4 separate regions of the Mus musculus genome follow, and all the other regions are linked to region 2. A link is a contact called in public HiChIP or PLAC-seq and promoter capture Hi-C data. All regions are on one chromosome and are shown on one strand. Each heading gives the region's core, a stretch centred on a gene start, on an enhancer-like site or on the middle of the called end of the contact. The rest is flanking DNA. Distances are from core to core; before and after follow the strand shown.

What was found. Promoter capture Hi-C pulls out the DNA fragments that hold promoters and counts their contacts. HiChIP or PLAC-seq counts read pairs in DNA pulled down with a chosen protein or histone mark.
Region 1: a contact with region 2 is called in a promoter capture Hi-C map of pre-B cells, with 8 times the contacts expected there. The contact joins the promoter of Cmtm3 here to the promoter of Pdp2 in region 2. A contact is called at or near these places in 23 of 39 promoter capture datasets (the 3T3-L1 cell line, 3T3-L1-derived adipocytes, the C10 cell line and 15 more), 2 of 15 datasets of contacts at CTCF or cohesin (embryonic stem cells and pro-B cells), 14 of 484 Hi-C or Micro-C datasets (the 3T3-L1 cell line, 3T3-L1-derived adipocytes, the Ba/F3 cell line and 9 more), 16 of 115 datasets of contacts at active chromatin or transcription factors (the 230-238 cell line, the NIH/3T3 cell line, bone marrow-derived macrophages and 9 more) and 3 of 9 other capture datasets (adipose tissue, embryonic stem cells and liver).
Region 3: a promoter capture Hi-C map of liver shows a contact between it and region 2. The contact joins the promoter of Ces2a here to the promoter of Pdp2 in region 2. A contact is called at or near these places in 5 of 39 promoter capture datasets (the 3T3-L1 cell line, 3T3-L1-derived adipocytes, cranial neural crest and 1 more), 1 of 15 datasets of contacts at CTCF or cohesin (pro-B cells), 25 of 484 Hi-C or Micro-C datasets (B cells, the Ba/F3 cell line, the C2C12 cell line and 13 more) and 3 of 9 other capture datasets (adipose tissue, liver and pancreatic islet).
Region 4: a contact with region 2 is called in an H3K27ac HiChIP or PLAC-seq map of embryonic stem cells, with 5 read pairs. The contact joins the enhancer-like site here to the promoter of Pdp2 in region 2. A contact is called at or near these places in 2 of 39 promoter capture datasets (3T3-L1-derived adipocytes and pre-B cells), 3 of 115 datasets of contacts at active chromatin or transcription factors (bone marrow-derived macrophages, embryonic stem cells and pancreatic cancer cells) and 3 of 9 other capture datasets (adipose tissue, liver and pancreatic islet).

What each region holds. Positions count from the first base shown.
Region 1 is chr8:104,339,157-104,342,236 of GRCm38.p6, forward strand. Cmtm3 (CKLF-like MARVEL transmembrane domain containing 3) reads left to right here and starts at 1,438. Exons shown (of 5, transcript NM_024217.3): 1 at 1,438-1,739. The coding sequence starts at 1,593.
Region 2 is chr8:104,590,083-104,593,170 of GRCm38.p6, forward strand. Pdp2 (pyruvate dehyrogenase phosphatase catalytic subunit 2) reads left to right here and starts at 1,390. Exons shown (of 2, transcript NM_001024606.2): 1 at 1,390-1,513.
Region 3 is chr8:104,732,340-104,735,561 of GRCm38.p6, forward strand. It overlaps Ces2a (carboxylesterase 2A), which reads left to right and starts at 1,664. Exons shown (of 12, transcript NM_133960.5): 1 at 1,664-1,808; 2 at 2,358-2,562. The coding sequence starts at 1,733.
Region 4 is chr8:104,410,086-104,413,111 of GRCm38.p6, forward strand. No RefSeq gene overlaps it. Among named protein-coding and RNA genes, the nearest start is that of Cmtm4, 16 kb to the left of the region's middle. Within about 2 kb of position 1,611, at least 66 of the 459 cell types and tissues checked have an H3K27ac peak or open chromatin away from gene starts, as enhancers often do. A contact at or near this core is called in embryonic stem cells and pancreatic cancer cells, where this site is marked.

The DNA of each region.
Region 1 (3,080 bases), core at 188-2,687, 250 kb before region 2:
GTCACCTCTGGTCTCTATCAGCACCCAGACACAAGAAAATGCACACACACACACACACACACACACACACACACACACACACACACACACTGTTAGAAAGGACAGATGTACAAAGTCCCCGTGGCAAGAGGAAGCATCAATTTTCCTGAGGGTGCAGTGGGAGGGATCATGACTAGTGATCTTAGCGCATCCGGGTGACAAGGAAGAAAGCATTAGTCTCTTAAAGAGCCTCACGATAGTTAATGGGGCAGGAGTGCAGACTTAGTGGTATTAAGAGAGCATCCATGATGGGCTAGCCGTGGGGGAGAACAAGGATAATTCCAGATCTCTGGTTAGTCCAGCACAGAACGAACCCAAGCCTTGGGCAGCTAACGAAAGAGGCCAGGAAGGAGGATGGGCTGGCTGAGGCCTGACAGGAGCGTGGCCTGTAAAATAGAGGAAGATGGGCAAGCCAAGAACTAGCGGGAGGGTGGCCTGGGAAGTAGTAGGAAAACTCTGAGAGGAGCCAAGAAGGGGAAAGCACTCTGAAAGAACTGATCTCGCCTGGTTAGAGCCAAGCCTGGAGAGGACTTAGCGGAGATGGGGGTGGGGTATGGGGGCAGTGTCCCTGTCCTGGAGTTGTCTAGGCAGTAAGTTACTTCGAGCTTAAAGAGCAGAACCGCTGAGCAAGGACAGGTGGTCGCTTTAGGGGGCGCTCAGGGCAGATAAGTGGGTCTGTGTCAGTCAGGACGGGGGGGGGGGGGGGGGGGGTAAGGAGTCAAACGACAAAAGAAGACTCCAGGCCAGCCACACAGAGCAAACAGAGAGCTGGAGTGCGAGGGGACTGGGAGGATCTGGGTACAGAATCTGTGTCACCCCGGGACGTAGCAGAAATAGTGAGTGCGGGAGGTGGGGAGGTAGGTGCTAGAAGGCTGCATGGGAAGGGGTGCGAGAATGGGGCAGAAGATAGGTGGGGCAGGTAAAGGAGGTGGGGGGGGGCAGTAGAGGGGGTGAAGAATGAGAAGTGACCGGAGGATAGAGGGCCAAGGATAGTCGGAGGGGCAGTGTAGTGCAAAGATTCATGGGTGGGGAAGTGAGAAGAGCAGGGTCGGAGGGACTGTGGGGTGCGCCGGGGTTGGTGGGCGGGACAGGATCGAGGGGGAACTGAGAATGAAAGGACAAGGTGCAGGGAAGGATCCTAAGGCTAGTGAAGAGGCAGAGGAAGTAAGTGGAAATAGAGAAGACAGAGAGAGACAGACTGGACTACATCTGAGGGGCAATGAGGAGTGGTTGGAAGGATGGAGCAGGATATGGGCAGGACGTAGGCAGAGGGGGAGTGGGGGAGGAGGAGATGGGAGGATCCACAGGACGGATGGGTAAGGCAGCGTCCACGGAACACGGGGGCTGCGTAGAGAATGGTCGGAGGGAGGATGGGCGGGGCAGGGTTCGAGGGGCAGTTGTGGGTGGGGATGGGGGAGGTGGGCGGGACAGCGGAGGATGAGTCCCCGGCCTAGTCTAACTCCACTTTTTCTTCTTCCGCACAGCGGGTTTCCGCTTCCCTCCAGGGCGGTGGGTGAGGCAGTGAGGCCCAGGCTCGACCAGATAGCGCCGCTATGTGGCCCCCGGACGCAGAGCCAGAGCCCGATCCAGAGTCCGCGCATGGCCCCCGAAGTGGCAGGACAGTGCCGGGACTCCGAGCCCTGTTGCCCGCGCGCGCCTTCCTCTGCTCTCTCAAAGGCCGCCTCCTGCTGGCCGAGTCGGTGAGTGCGTGTGCTCCCCGGGTGCGTGAAGCCCGGTACCCGCGCCCCAGCCTGGGGCCTTGCACCTCCAGCCCAGGAGAATTTGGACCACCGCCCCCAAGCTTGCTACGACTTCTCTGTAGCGGAGCTCGAGTCAGAATCAGGCCCGAGCCGTGTTCTTCCCGGATTCTCCAGTCTGCGAGGCCCTCGAAAGGGACCAGAAGTCAAGGGTTTGGGGTCCTGGTCCCCGCTGGAGCCGCAGCTCGGCTGCTGTGTGACCTCGAGCGCCTCCGCCCTCTCTGAGTCCCCGGGACTGCTGCGCTCGCTAAGCTTCTTCTGGCCTCGCCCGCCCTGCACACCCTCCCACCTCCTAGGCTGAGACCTAGCCGCCTGTGTGGTGAAGATCCTACGGAGTGGGATGTGCCCCCGGGGAGTGGGTGAGGCAGGGGCCACGTAGTGAAGACACAGGCGGACCACTGTTTCAGGGTGGCGAGCCTGCGGGGTGACTTCATGCCCTCCTTCCCCCCTCCCGCGCTGTACTCCTTCCTCCTCCCTGCTTGTCCCCACCCGGATAGGAAGGTCTCCTTTGTCCTCCCAACACTCATCATCACGTGTGGGGCGGGAACTGGCATGGAGCCTATGGAGATGGGGAGAGGGGTGGGAGGAGGGACGGTGGAAGGAGGAAACAGACCATAGTGACAGCCACTTGTTGCTCAGATACCTAGCAACTTAATATCCGACCTGCTCCCACTTCGAGTTGGGGATAGGAGAGACAGTGTCTTTAACTGCTAGGAAACTTGGCAGGTGACTCATCCAGTGACCTTGAGGATATCCTTGAGGGCAAAAGGGGGGTTCTGCCCCAGGACCTCTCCGTTGTACCCCAGGACCTACTAAGGAGCATCAACCCTGAGGTCTCCGGTAGAACCTAATACTTTGTTCCTAAATGAGGTGCCAAGCGGACCTAGAGCCCATTTTCTGGCCGTTTCAGATCTCTGGAAGCCTCTGGGAGGCGTGGGGCGGGTCTTTGAATCTACTGGCCACTGGCTTCAGTCCTACCTGCCCAGTACCCCTTCATGGAAAAGGAGTGAGTGCCAACCAGAAGTCACAAGATGTCCTTGCCCTAGCTGGGTGCCAGAAAGACAGGCCTAAGAAAATATGAAGGGTAGTAAGCTCATAGGGTATAGGGGAGCCTCCCCCAGTCATTCCTCCCCCTTGGTCTCATGCAAGTAGGGAGTCTGACCTGGATAGAAAGCTGGAGGAAGAAGCAGCCACCAAGAACTGGGGAGTGAGAAAACAGGAGTGGGGGAGGGAGGAGGTTGGGGCAGGGGAGTGCCACCAGAACCAGACTTTTTCTTTTTTTTT
Region 2 (3,088 bases), core at 140-2,639:
GGGTAGGATGGGAGGGGAGAGGGGGACAGGGTAGAGTAACGAAGATCTATCTATGATAGTGTTTGATAGTATTCAGGAGGCTCTAGGTTCAATCCTCAGTATCACAAAACCAAAGCAAAACCCAGAACAAAAACAGGGATTTAGCAAACGCCTTTAATCCCAGAATTTGGGAGGCAGAAGTAGGTGGATCTTTGTACATTGGAGACCAGCCGGTTCTACATAGCTAGTTCTAGACCAGCTAGGGCTACCTAGTGAGATGCTACCTCAAAAACACAAATAAAACAAAACACTCCCAAGCAACCACCTCCTTGAGAGGCCTGAGGCCCAGTAAGGGGACACATCACAGAAATACAGCAGGAACACTTTTACCTCAGACGTGACTTTGGGTAAACCAGCTTGCCTTTCTTTCCAGAGACAGCACTCTCAGACCTTTCTGCTATCTCTTATCTCTCTTTGACTTCAAGAAAGGACTCTACTGACTCACACATTATAAGGTGAAGACCAGACTCAGCTATTGTTAGGACCAGAAGGCAAGGAGGGAAAGCTCTGGACCTCTCTGGTTCTGGCTCTCCCAAGCTACCAACAAGTAAAGGTGCGGCTAACATCACTTGTCGCTAAGAGGCCAATGTAATTGAGAATTCAAAATGGTGGTTAGTAAGGAGCCAATGAACTCTTTAGATCAGAAATGTGAGTATTAGAAGGTTCCTTCTAGCTGTTTGTAAAGGAAGGAAAATCGGTTGGGACTAAGTGTAATTTGGAAGTAGGGGGCCTTAAAGGCTTTGGAGTCTGGCATTGGCAAATGGATGGGTGGGAAGGGACTTAGGAGGTGGGAATGACAGGATTAAAGTGTGTGACAGTAAGGGAAGCATCAAATTGACCCTGGTGTTTGGACTTGGGTCTTCTGGGGCCGGCGAAGCCATTGCTGGTTTAGGAAGAAAAGCAGGTTTGACTGGAAGATAAGGTCAGGGCAAGTAGAACCTAGAGTGTCCATAAAGCCTTCAAGATAGGTGTCCAAAGATAATAAAGATGTGGCACTTTGGAGAGAGGCTTGGAGGGAACGGAACAAAACCCGGGAGGAATCTATGTGAGAATGAACTGTAAAGAACTGGAGAGGTCTCTTGGTTCTGGCTTTGCAGGGTGTGGTGATAAGGGAAGCTTGGGGAAGAGCCCCACGTGACGACCTACTGGCGCAGCGGCTGCACAAAAGCCACGGGTAACCCCAGGGGGTAGAGTGCAGGGTGGCCCCTCCCGGCCCCGCCCCTCTGCCTTCCTTTTGCCCTCCTCATCCATTGGGTAATCTCAATGTCCGTCAAGGGCCCGCCTCCAAGGATAAGCCAATCAGGAATGGCGGGAGGGATATTTCTTTTGGTGCTGGTTCCTCGACTGGGGGCCTCTCCAGGGAAGTAAAACCCAGTCGCAGCAACCGCGGAACTGTGCTCAGGACCAGAGTGAGCCGAGAGGATCCGCCGAGTGCCAGCGGCGCCAGCTGGGGAGGAGAGGACGAGGATACGAGGTAAGGAAGGGGACGATTCGGGGTGCGGACGCCTTCCCTAGCCTAGTTTACGGGTACCTCAGGTGATGGGGCGGAGAGGGGGATGAGGTGAGAGGGCGGGACGAGCTGGCCCCTGGTCATGGTCACCCCACTCGCGCGCACGCGCCACGTGGGCCCGCGCACTGGTGGAGGAGACGACTGCTTAGCCGGTTCTCTGCACCAGCTTCCTTAGTACTGGAGCACCGGTGAGCTGGACGTCGCAACTGGATTCTTACACCTTGGAAAGCCAAGGCTCAGCCACTAAACGGGGGCTGGGATTTCTTAGAGCCTTGCGGTCCAGCCAAGAAATCAAGAGACTTGGTTTCTTTAGGGGTGCTAAATTCTTTCTGTCCCATTGGAGGCGAATGGTTTTCATTGCGCACAGCTGCCTGTCCTTTCTGCAGGGTCAAGGGGCGTCTGAGGCCATCTGCCCCTGTCCGACCTCATCTGTCCCAAGTTCAGCGGGATGGGTATTGGCTTTGGGAAATCGGTTTGACAGTGCGTTTATACCCTTTGACCTACTGGTTTTGGAAATAAGTAAGGGAAAGGTGACTGCAAATGCCATGTAATTTGGTACCAGGTTAGTGGAAACAAGCTCCAAGTCACCAGTAGTTGTGAATGTTTATGCCAAAAACCATAAATAGTACTATCACTGAAAACATTGCCTTTAATAGGAAATCATGTTCACAGTAGTTGGCCCAATGATATAAAAATCTGTACAGAATGTATCCCAAGGACAAAAATAGTGGCTCCCTCCTTTTGTTGATTTTTGAGACAGTTTCTCTGTGTACCTGGTCTCAAATTCTGCCTGCCTTTTCCTTCTAAGTGCTGGGATTAAAGGCGTGCACCCACACTCCCAGTTTCAACCCCCCCCCCCCATTCCCATGGGCTTACTTTGTCAAGCAAAGTAACAGTCTGCAATGTAGATCAGGCTGGCTTTGAACTCACAGATCAGCTTGCCTCTTCACCTTTGCTTCCGGAATTCTGGAATTAAAGGCGTGATAGCACTGTGACGGCTCAGAAGTGTCGTATTTTATTAAGTCTTTACAGAACGTTGTGAAATCTTGACATGGTGCACACACTTTTAATCTCATGAGGTATTGAGAACGTCAGAGCAGGCAGATCTCTGATTTTGAGGACAGCTTGACCTACACAGTGAATTTCATGCTGGCCAGGGTGACAAAGTAAGACCTTGTCTCAAAACAAAACAACAATGACCAATACAAATTACACAGGAATTCTGTGAGACCAGCAACTGATGGCTAATTCTAGCTACCCTGGAATCTGAGGCAGGAGGATCTAAAGTTCAAGGCTAAGTGTGAAAGAGGGCTGGGGATGTAGCTCAGTGGTAGATCAAATAGAAGAGACCTTGTGTTCAGTCCCCAGTGATGAATAAAACAACAATAATAAAACAAAACCTAACCACGTATTGCCGGTGAGACACAGTATGCTAAGTAGCTAGAGTCAGTGGGGCTTCAAAAACACCATATCGAGATAATATTGATGATATTTATATATAATATATTAATGTAATATATATAATGTATACCAGGTACA
Region 3 (3,222 bases), core at 414-2,913, 140 kb after region 2:
CAAGATCTGCTTGACTCACTAGTGACTACTGTTTGGAACATTCTTTGTTTGGATTCCTGGGCTTAGAATTGGTGTCAACTGGAAGCAGAATGGAGTTGCATCTTATCCCCTCCCCCATCTCACCCCATTCTGCAACATTCTTGGGAACACCAGATTGTCCGAGCCTTGTGGGGGATGCCCAGGATTACTTAGGGCAGATGTATATGAGGTGAATGCTTTGCAAACCCAGAGCCCGAGAAGCTGAGGTAGCAGGCCAATCTGGACTACAGAGAATATCCTGTCTTCAGCACAGAGTAGCTGAAAATGAAGAAGAAACGTGTTCACCTAATTTGAGTTCCACCAATGGCTCTTGTTCTAGAATATGGCTTTTTAGCTTACAGCCAGATGGGCATTTTGCCTGACCACACAGAATTTCATAGCTTTTTCTTTCTTAGAAGAGAAAGCTTTGTGGGCATAGCTGGGCTCTAAGCAGAACCATTTCAGTATTTGTTGTCTGTTACAAGAATGGTCAGGCATCAGTGACTGGTGCCATGTGTATGTATTCTGTATGTGTGTCTGTGGCTATGGCTGTGTGTTTGTGTCTGTGTGTGAGTCTGTGTATATGTGTGGATCTGTGTATGTGTGTGTTTGGAGTGCTTGTGCCTGTGTGTATCTCTCTGTCTATATGTCTGTCTGTCTGTCTGTCTGTCTGTCTGTCTGTCTGTCTGTCGGTCTGTCTCTCTCTCTGTGGGGCTCTGCTGAAGTTTCTTTCCAGCCCTCAAAGCCTGGAGATACTGTGAGGTTCATGTTCATGTGCTCAGAACATCTGTGAATATGTTTGACTGTGAGGTGTGTCTTGGCAACAGAATGGAAACATTAGAAGGTCCAGATATGTTCAGAAGAGCATCCTATCCCTGTCTCCCTGAGTGCCTGCCCTTGCACAGACACTTATTTCTAACTTTTACAGGCCCTCTGAGATCCTTTGGTTGCTTGTGACACAATCACTCACCTTCAGATTCCATATTATTAATTTATTGATGTCCCTAAATCTTCTCTGGGCCCTCTATTAAAAACATTATATACTTATGCCATCATACAATGGAGATGAATGTTGCTCCATCTGCCTCTGTGTCTCCTAAGCAGTTTCTCTCTGTCATTACGGGGTTCTCTCCTCTAATCCCCACGTTCCCAGGCACCCTAAATATGACAAACCTTTATCTTCCCAGGGTGCTAACTTTTGCAGGATTCATAGAGTAACTTGAAGGCCAATCCCAGGACATGACTAAAATGATGATTCTTGTAATGTCAATCTTCCACAACAGGAAGTATCCTGACTGTGTACCTATTGACAAGAGCCCTGTGGCTTCTCCTGTTGCAGCTTTCTGCTCCCTGATCTTCATACCAACACCTACATTGGGATGGTGAGGAAGAGAGTCAGGAATCATGATTCCATATTGGAGGTCAGGGATCCTGGCATTGCAGAAGGACTTCAGATGCCCTGCTGTGTCTGTCCAAGAGGCCAGGGAAGGAAGAGAAACTGCAGAGGTGGCTTTGCCTGCTTGTTGGCTCTTGTCTCCCTGTGGCTTCTGCCTTATCAGTTTTTCTGCAATAAGAACTTTGCCCCATCCAATCAAATGTCCACACCTACACCCCTAAAAGTACAAATTCCTGCTTGGACCAGGCCGATCTGTTTTTGTTTCCTGCTGTGACACTCTCATGTGCAGCAGCACAGGTTTAGGCCTGAGATTCAACCATGCCATTGGCTAGACTTCCTGGTTGGCTGTGTGTTGTTGCCTGTGGGCTCCTGCTTCTCCTCCAGCATGTGCATGGTAAGACTATCTAAATGAGCACAGGGGACTTGGGTCAGAACTGCCCCAGTTCGGCAAAGTCAGAGGCTGAGCTTGTGGGATGGAAGGCACCAGGAAGGGAAAAGGAGCTGGTGGAGAATGACAGGTGACAGTGTGGGGAATGTGTGCTTTGTAATGTCCCACCAGGGCACATGGGGCGGGGGGGGGGCATCAGAGATGTCTGAGGTTAGCACATACTGAGGAGACAACCGGGACAGAACAACAAGCAGGACATGTCCCTCCTCTGTGTGTGCTTGTGGCTAGAAATCCTACAACATTGATAATGATAATAATTCCTTCCTAATGCCAAGTGGCTCTAAGCCTGTCACTTTGTTGACTAGGGAAGAGTCCTGACAGTTTGGAAGAGGGTCAGTGGACAAGGTGTCTGTCCCTAGGGAATCTAGAAGCCCTCATCTCCTCATCCTACTACTGAACTGAGATGACCCAGGTTACCTTCCCCATGTACCATGGTGATGATGAGGTAGAAAGTCCCAAGTGTGGTGACAGCTGATGGCATCTCTCCACTTACAGGCCAGGACTCAGCCAGCCCCATCAGGAACACCCACAGGGGTCAGGTGAGAGGCAGCTTTGTCCACGTGAAGGACACTAAATCTGGTGTCCATGCCTTCCTGGGAATCCCCTTTGCCAAGCCTCCTGTAGGACTACTGCGCTTTGCACCTCCTGAGGACCCTGAGCCATGGAGTGGTGTGAGAGATGGGACCTCACAGCCGGCCATGTAAGTTCTAGACCCAGAGGACTTCAGGCCTGTGCTCTGGGCCACACTGCAGGCTTCCTCCACCTCAGCTCTATAGCAGTTTTCTGCCTATGATGAGGGGCATCTCCCATGCACGTTCTTGATGAATGTGCTAAGAATTAGAGTAGAACAGCTGTGCCAGGCTGCTGGGTCAGAGCACAGCACCTGTAGGGACTTAGTTGTAGGAACTGCAGTAAGGAACAGAGACTGAGCCCATTCTTCACAGTCCCTGTGACCATCCACTGTCCTTGTGCCATTGACTAAGGAACAAGCACACATGCTTCTAACTGGAGACTATGTGGAACAAGGAGGTACCTTATTGGTACTTGGGAGTGAAATGAAGAATGTCTCACTATCATATGGAGTGGCATTGCCCACTCATTCCTATAGTTGCTATGTGGGCACAGTACCTCAATACCCAAGTATCTTAGTTCCCTTTCTATTGCTGTGATAAAGTATCCTTACATAAGCAACTTAGTGAAGAAAGATTTTACTATGGGTCACAATCCCAGCTTATAATCAATCATAGGTGGGAAACTACAGAGTCAGATGTTTAAGAGAGCTGATTGCATCCCATCCATAATCAGGAGCAGAGTTCAAAGGACACATGCTTGCCTACTAACCTTCACTTACTCTCTCCAT
Region 4 (3,026 bases), core at 361-2,860, 180 kb before region 2:
TCAAGGTAGCAGAGAAAAATGGCTGCAAGCGATCAGCTTTCTTCTCCTTCTCTTTCCTTCTCCTCCTCCTCCTCCTCCTTCTTCTTCTTTTTTGTTTTGGTTTTTCAAGACAGGGTTTCTCCGTGTAGCCCTGGGTGTCCTGGAACTCCAGTTCAGGCTGGCCTTGAACTCAGAAATCTGCCTGCCTCTGCCTCCCAACTGCTGGGATTAAAGGTGTGTGCCACCACTGCCCCAGCCTTCCTTTTTTAAAAAATTAATTAATTAATCTATCTATCTATCTATCTATCTATCTATCTATCTATCTATCTATCTATCTATTATATGTAAGTACATTGTAGCTGTCTTCAGACACTCCAGAAGAGGGAGTCAGATCTCGTTACGGATGGTTGTAAGCCACCATGTGGTTGCTGGGATTTGAACTCTGGACCTTCGGAAGAGCAGTCGGGTGCTCTAACCCACTGAGCCATCTCACCAGCCCTTTTTTTTTAATAAAAAAAAAAATTCTTCTACTATTTTATTGTGTGTGCGGGTGTTTTGGCCTCATGTATGTAAGCATAGCACATGCATGCATTGTGCCCACAGAAGCCAGAAGAGGGTGTTGGATCGCCCTGGAACTAGAGTTACAGATGGTTGTGAGCTGCCACATGGGTTCTGCCAACCGAACTTGGTCCTTTGGAGATGCAGCCATGCAGCCAGTACCCTGCTGAGCCATCTCGCCACCCACACTCCCATCCCCACCTCCCTTTTTTCCTTTATGACTAGATCTCTCACTATGCAGTCCTGGTTAGCCTGGTTAGTCATACTGCAGAGCAGGCAGACCTCAAATTCCTGTGATTTCCTTGCCTCTGCCTCCTGAGGGTTAAAAGCATATGCCAGTAGATCCTGTAGCTTTCTTTTTTATGCAAACCAGTTCTCCAGCCCAGGGAACAGTACTGCACACATTCAGGATGGGCCGTTCCCATCTCAATTAACCTAATAAAGATAATCCCTTACAGGCACATCAGAGGCTTGTCTCCTTAGCGATTCTAGATCCCATCAAATTGGCAGTATTCATCATCGCATCCTGAATCAGGTCAACTCCGTGGCTTTGTCCTTCTCAGCTTGTTTCAGCTCTGAAGTCTTGCAGGAGGGTGCTTCTTTTTCCTATGGCAGTGGCTAACACTCTATGCCAGGCCTTCCACTCCCAAACACAGGAAATGGCTTTTCACCTACTGAAGTCTCAAACACCTGCTCCAGGGCTCCACAGTTTCCCATCATACCCACAGGTAGCCATCTCCCATGCACCACCCGACGAAAGGCCTTAGGACCAAATTGTTGTGGGGGGTGAGGGGGGAGAAGGGACCTGTAAAGATTCTAGCTTTCGAGTGTGGGAGTTATGGAGTTTACTTGTAGCCTCAGAGACCTTGGTCTCAGTCTGGACTGAGTGGGCTCCATGTTCACCTTTCTATTACTAGCATCTTAAGTATCTGCAGCCCGGGTCCATGAGTCCTTGGAAGGTGACCATAGCTCCCCAGAGAGGCAGGAAGGAGGCACAGGACTACATATATATCCACATATCCAGATGCCCACGCATGCAGATGGCAGAGAGCTGCCTTGCCCATGAAAGCAGGCAGTTGCCCAGGTGATGGATCTTGTGATTCGCTGAGAGCCTATCTTCCCTAAAATAGCTATCTTTGCTCAGTCTGAACTAGCAATTTATTTCTTCAGTTTTAAGGCCTGGTATTTGACATTGTTCAGCCTGGGATAGAAAGCATGCAACCTAGGGAGAAGGCCATATCAAAGAGACATTGAGATTCATGTCCCCAGCTCTGCTCCTGTGTGATCCTGGCCAGTGACTTCCTCCCTGGCTCTTTGTCACCATCTCTAAGCCCTTTCAAAAGTTCTGACCTGTGTCCTTGACACACATTTCAGGACACTGTGCATTGCTAGGATACTTAGGGTCTCCCTGAGTGGCAGGTGAGATTTTCTCTTCTTTGGAGGATGACACTCACCAGAAGCCAAGGGACTTCCCCAAACCACTCAACTGTCAACTTCTGGGGCCAAGACTCACACTCAAGTCTGGGTCCGTGACTGAGGCAGTCCAGGTGTCCAGGCTGCAGCTGTGGGCTAGTTTTCCTTTCCTGCAGCTGTCCCAGTCTGGCCAAATCCCATGAGGGTTCCGAAGGCAGTGGGAACTATCTGGCAGAGCAGCTAAATGGAGACTGTGTTGGGTGACCAAGGCCTGCGGCCACCTGCAGATAAATGTTTACCTCACTTTCCTCTGTGCCTAGGTCAGAGCTACTGGTGGGCACTGGTGAGTTCAGTTGCTCTTGTGGCAAAAATTCGACTGTCTTAACTATTGCACAAGAAAAGAAAGGAGGGCAGAAAAAAAAAAGTTTAAGTCAAAGAAGGTGCTATCACCACAATCCAAATTTGAAACTTGGTTTTTTGTTTTTTGTTTTTGTTTGTTTTGTTTTTCCAAGACAGAGTTTCTCTGTGTAGCCCTGGCTGTCCTGGAACTCACTCTATAGACCAGGCTGGCCTTGAACTCAGAAATCCGCCTGCCTCTACCTCCCAAGTGCTGGGATTAAAGGTGTGCGCCACCACCGCCCGGCCAAATTTGAAACTTGAGAGGACCACAGACCTAGCTGGAGCCCTGCGCTCTGAAGGCAAATGTTCTGGGGACCCATTTAGCCCATTCTGCAGAACCTGGGGGATGAGAGGGAAGCACTACACTTAGGCTGTTCTGAACAGTTCATGCTACCCAGTCACTCACAAGGCAAATCTAAACAAAAGCCTGTTGAAGGCCGTGAACTCCAGTGTCCTCCAACCCTGCATGATGCTCTCCAGAACACACTTGGAGAAGGGTAGGCTGGAGTCTTGCAAGCAGGAATAGTAGGCAGTTAGGATTGGAGGATTTTATTCCTGGGCTGTCTTGAGTTGTTGCACAGCAAACCAGATATCAGGGTTGTTCATCCCCCCACCCCCACCCCCTTGGGACTGTTGGGAGAGAGATGTTCTCTGGGGACACAAAACCACTTTTTAAA